2 separate regions of the Mus musculus genome follow, and region 1 is linked to region 2. The links are chromatin contacts, called in public Hi-C maps. All regions are on one chromosome and are shown on one strand. The core of a region is the stretch at or near the end of the contact, and the rest is flanking DNA. Distances in the headings are between cores, read along the strand shown. Region 1 holds the start of Agfg1 (ArfGAP with FG repeats 1). Region 2 overlaps Mff (mitochondrial fission factor).

Region 1 (2,700 bases), core at 163-2,662, 93 kb before region 2:
GCCTGTAAAAGTGAACCCAGGTATACAAAACATGCACACGTGTCCCCACACTGCGACATGCACGGTAATATTTTTTAAGACCCAAGGAATATTAACTACCAGATCATTAAAAATGCATTGAATTCAAGATAACCAGAAAATAATTGCATCTAATCAGTTCCAGAGTCACCTGCAACCTTTCCAAGTGAAATTTCACAAGAACAAAAATTCCCATCACAACACAGCTTAAACAGAGAGGCCTAGACATGCCATCTGAGTAATTTCAGGCGGTCACCTCCATCTCCTTTCTCAATATTGTCTTCCCAGTCCCCATTTCTCCAGACAGATAGGACACTTGGGTTCTGATACAGAAATCTCATCGAGCTCCATCCTTATTTTGAAGCGCACAACTCCTGATTACCCTTTTCCAGTAAAACTTTCCCCAACTGAGGACACTTGGAGCCATGCAGCCACAACCCTCGTGCTTTTGCTGCCTCCCCGCCTCACGTAATTAATCCTCTAGGGAGAACTTTTCTCCTGGGATTCACACCTCAGCCATCAAGACCTATTAACGCCCCCCGCCCGCCCCCAACACGCCCCAGCTACCTGAGTGCTGTGGACCGGAGGAAGATCCCCAGCTTTCTGCGTCCCTGCTCTCACCCTCCCCACCAGCTCCGCGGCACCGAGCAGAGGCCGGGCCCCCCAACCACGGAGCTGCGGGTCGCACAAAGGCCCCGCACCGCCCTCCCGGGGATGCTCCCCGCCTGCGCCCCCCGAGGCGCGGCCACGCCCGCTGAGCGGCGGGAAGCCGGGATGCTCCGCCGGGCCGGCCGCTGGCTGACCCCGACCCCACCCACGCCCCACCCACGCCGGCCACCCCAAGGCTGGACCCTCGCCCGGCCAAAGAGCAAGAGCATCTCCGGCCCCCAAGGCCTAGGCTGGCCGCATCCCCAACGGGCCCCGCCGCCACGGCCCGGTACCCACGACCCCCGTCCGCACTCACAGGCTGCCGGAGCAGGAGGTGCACACGAACGAGCCGACCGTCATGTTCACGTAGGTGGGGCCGCGCTGGTCGCAGTCGAAACACTTGCGGTTGTGCGGCAGCCCCGTCATGTCCCGCAGCATCTTCAGGTGCTTCTCCTCCTGCTTCCGCTTCGCGCTGGCCGCCATGGCCGCGGCTCCGACCGAGGAGGCCGGCAGGGCCGGGAGCCGGCGGCGCTGCCGGGGCCCCGCGCTCCCTTCCCACGGGCCGCCCTGGCCGCCGCCGCCTCCGCCCTCGCGGACTCCGGTCTCGGCCTCCGCTCGGCTCCGCCGGGCAGGACAAGGCGAGGAAGCTGCGCAGCACGCGCCGACCGGTCACACCAACCGGCCGGGCGGGACAACCGCCACCGCCGCCGCTGCCACCTTCCCGACTTCTCCTAAGGGGGAAAGACGAGGTGGGGGGCGGGGGGAGCGGCAAGAGGAGACCGGCCTCGGGCAGCCGGGGGCCAAGTGCAGGCTGGCGCCCTCTGCTGGCCGGGAGGAGTCACTGCGGCCACGCTGCGGCAAGGGTCGGAGCTGGGCGGGGTAGAGAAGACACAATGGTGTCAATAAATTACAGCCCTTATCCGCTGGGTGCCTGTACGTGCAAAGAGCTTCGTGTAAGCAGGCTATCTTCCTCCAGGCAGAAATGTTCCCGGCAGCTTCCCGCTGCTTTAGGAGACACTCCAAATTCTTCCCTTACAGAATCTAGCCTAGTCGCCTTCTTCCAAGTCATCCCCATTCACTCCGCTACTCTAGACTTAAATTTGTATGGTGCACTGGGATAAATTTACGACGGTATTTACCTGCCGAAGCCAGAGTTCCAACATAGTCCAACTGCAACACCCACCTTTTGAGGCTGCAGGAAATCACTGCTAGCCCCTAAGACACTGGTTCGGGTGGGGGTGGGGGTGTTGAACAACCCTCTCAGAGGGGTCACCTAAGACCATCGGGGAACACAATTTACATTACTATTCATAACAGTAGCAAAATTACAGGTATGGAGTACCAATGGAAATAATTTTGTGGTGGGGGGTCACCACAACGTGAGGAACTGTATTAAAGGGTCGCAGCAGCATTAGGAAGGTAGAGAACTCCTGCGGTAAGGTATGAGAAACCATCTGTACCTTCATTTCTCAAAGGAGTGTGGGGAGGCTCAAAAACTGAGTTACCGAATACTGTCCCAGCCCCCACTGCAAATGGAGTAGTTTTCACAAGAGGAGAATTCAAGTTTCCTAGCTGAAAATGCTGAGTCAGCCCCGGGGAACCATCGGGTTAACTTAACATTATTATAATAGTAAATGGCATTATTATTAAAGGGGGGCAGATAGGATGGCTAGTGTTTCTGAACTGTTTCCTACATGAGAAATTTAACTATCCCTAGGATCCAGAGTTCATCTTCAACAACTATCAGCTCATGTCTCTTCTTGCTTTATTGATCCCCTTGCCCAATATCATATTTATCTTAAAATAAACCCACTTATTACTAATATATATATATATATATTTCAGGACTGAGACTGTAGCTCAAAGGCAGAGTGGTTACTATGTATAGGCAGGCCCTGGTTTTATCCCTAGCCCAAGAAAAGTAAAAACTCCCTCTTCCTCTCCCCCTTTTCCTTCCCCCCTCCCTCCCCCTCCCTCTCTCTCTCTCTCTCTCTCTCTCTCTCTCTCTCTCTCTCTCTCTCTCATCTCTCCTTT
Region 2 (2,938 bases), core at 260-2,759:
CCCTGTTTCAAAAACCTAAAGATAATCTTCACTTGTCATATACATATGACAAGATTTTATCATCAATTTAAAACAAAAAATATGAAATTAGTTTAAAAAATTTCTATTTCTCAGAACTAAAAACTCTTACAAATGCTATCATATCACTACAAACACATTCACAGTAAGTTAAGAGATAAAAAAAAAAAAACTCAAGGGAAACTAGTGTGGACTAAATGAAGATGCAGAAGAAACGAGTAAGCAGTGTTCAGGGCCACCAATGCAACATGGATAAGATTAACAAGAAATGGGTGGCTCCCTTTTCTCTTACTTAAGAATGTGTCTGCCTCTTCTGAAGAAGAGAAACAAGGCTGCCAATTTAAATCCTGCTGGGACAGTTAGCACAATTCTCTAAGCATATCTGATAGTATGAAAAGGGCAAATACAAGAGCAAAGGCTCAAATCAACAGGTGATAAAAAAATAGTTAATGGACATAAACAAGATTTAAGACTCTATACTTTGTTTTAGCATGATCCTCTATAAAGCTACTAAAATACTGCTATAAAGTATACTGGATGCTCTTACCACACCACAGCAGTTTTGTTTTGTTTTTTTTTTTTTTTTTTGGGGTGGGGTGGGGTGGGGTGGGGTGTATTGAGACGGGGTAGCTCTGGCTAGTCTGGAACTCACTATGTAGATCAGGCTGGCTTCAAAAATCTTAGCGATCCACCTGTTTCTGTCTCTTCAGTGCTAGGATTAAAGTCATGTGCCACAATACCCAAGCATAATTTTTATTATTATACAATGTTCTCATACTTTGGTGGATTTATGTCAGGACTAATTATCATCCCTGTTCTTAGCAAAGCACATCATTTCTTCTAAGGGAAAGCTACAGAGGCCTAAGTCGTATACATAAATATAATCACGGCTATGACATGCATCATGATGTCCTGCACAATACAAGCTCCATCAAGTCTGCGTGTTCTTTGGTAATCAAAGTCTCCAAAGTTACCTGACGTTGTCATGATGAGGATTAGAAGTGGCGGCAGCTGACCCACCACGCAACACAGGTCTAGGGCAGGTTTTTGCAGAAGACACAAGACAGAATCAGGAAACAGAGAAATACGAAAATAAAGCAAAAACAAGACAAATAAATGTCAGATAGGATTATATTGTATGCTTTAGTACAATATAATATCCCTCAAATGCTTTGAAAATCCTTATTTTCTTATGTCTTCCCCATTTTAAATAATTTTAACACTTCATAATTTTAAAAAGAGAGAAAAACATGACGGAATAGCACCAACATATCTATATGGTGCTATTTAAAAAATGTAATTCCTCTTTTCCAATTGAAAAATAAAACCACTAGCAACTTTAACAGCATATCCAGACCTGTTAGTAGCACCTGCATGATCATGGTTGCTCATAAATATAAACTAGGCATTTAAAGGAATACCCACTGCCCACAATCCCTTCCCTCTAGCTTCATTAATCTGATTAGTCAGATAAGCTTTAATGTCTTAAAGCAGCTGTGTCTCATCCCAACACTGAGCTGCAAACAGATGGTGAGACTACAGACATGCAGTCACTCTGTGAGTGCGTGTGTGGAGCCTGAGACAACCAGGAGTGACATACAGGGCTGCTGCATGAGGGCCAAGGTGCACTGGAAAACTTTGTGGGGCTCGTCATTTCGTCTCAGTACACGCACTGCTGAGAGAGGACATCAGCTCTACCTGAGTCAGCTGGAACCCTTCCAATTAAATTTGCTAAAAATCAACAGATTCTAAATCAATGTTTACTAATCAGAAAGATGAGAAGGTCCATGGATTAGGGATATTCTCTAAGTACCTGATCAGGTTGCCTCAATCTAAGTATAATGACAATCATCACAGGATCTAGAAACACATTCCTGTCTCTTTCTGACATAGTTACAGCTGTAGAATATAAACTATTTTCCTTTCTGTTTTTAATTCTTTCTTTTTCTTCTTCTTTTTCTTTTTTGACACAAGGTCAAATTTAGCACAGTTTGGTCTTAAGTTCTGTGGAACTGAGGAAGCCTCGGGCAGTTCTGACCCTCCCGCCTCTATAACCCTACTTCCTGTGGTGCCGGGGATCAAAGCGAGGGCCTGTTCACTCCTAATCAAGCACTTCACCTAATTTACAAATCTAAAATGACTTCAAAACAAACCAACTCAGTTAATAAAGGAAACATTTAACATTGAGTTTCTATATGCTCTGGAGTGACTACCATTACTTCGGGATATTTCTGGAGCCCAGAATACAAGGGATTAAGAAACCCGAGGGGGAGAAAGGCTTGGCTCATCCTGCTTGCTATAGACCATGGATGAATTGCATATCTTTTTTAAGATAGGTTTTAAAGTCTTACTAATGTCTAGTTTGCGAAATAAGGAAAACTATTACACTGCAGTTAAGTTATAAAAATATAAGAATGGCCAATGAAATGAAGCCATTTCTGTGTGCTTCAAGTTTTTTTAAAAGTATGTCTTAATAGGGCCAAAATGATCTGTCATATTGACTGTACTCCACCACAGAGATTTCCTTTACAAATGCAGAGCGAGAAAACAATACAGTTACCTTTCATAACGTATCTCATTTTGTCTTCTCACACTGGCAATTGATACATATAATATAAAAGTAAATTAGACAGATATTTGGAAAAATTAGAAACTTCATTCAAGCACCAGTTTCTACCATAAGAGTGATTCAATGTTAAAAGAAATTGTTCAATAGTGTATCTTGTAATTAGAATCACAAGGGAAGAAAATCTAAGGCTACCCAATTTTTTTTTAAGGCTATACAATTTAATTTGTATACTGACATTTCTGATTAAGTAAATGATCTAAATTAAAGGAATGCAATTCTTTTCTACAAAATTATCAACTATTACAGTAATTAAACAGGTTTATTGGAGGATCAAGAATTAAACATTTCTAA

The links. A called contact is a pair of places that touch in the nucleus more often than the background predicts.
Region 1: a contact with region 2 is called in a Hi-C map of rod photoreceptor, with 1.7 times the contacts expected there. The contact joins the promoter of Agfg1 here to the enhancer-like site in region 2. A contact is called at or near these places in 4 of 39 promoter capture datasets (the 3T3-L1 cell line, fetal liver, hippocampal neurons and 1 more), 3 of 484 Hi-C or Micro-C datasets (cortical neurons, rod photoreceptor and uterus) and 3 of 9 other capture datasets (adipose tissue, liver and pancreatic islet).

The regions. Positions count from the first base shown.
Region 1 is chr1:82,838,172-82,840,871 of GRCm38.p6, reverse strand. Agfg1 (ArfGAP with FG repeats 1) reads right to left here and starts at 1,412. Exons shown (of 13, transcript NM_001368850.1): 1 at 983-1,412. The coding sequence starts at 1,149.
Region 2 is chr1:82,745,197-82,748,134 of GRCm38.p6, reverse strand. Mff (mitochondrial fission factor) reads right to left here. Exons shown (of 9, transcript NM_029409.3): 7 at 993-1,052. Among named protein-coding and RNA genes, the nearest start is that of Gm39668, 4.7 kb to the right of the region's middle. Within about 2 kb of position 1,509, at least 4 of the 459 cell types and tissues checked have an H3K27ac peak or open chromatin away from gene starts, as enhancers often do. A contact at or near this core is called in rod photoreceptor, where this site is marked.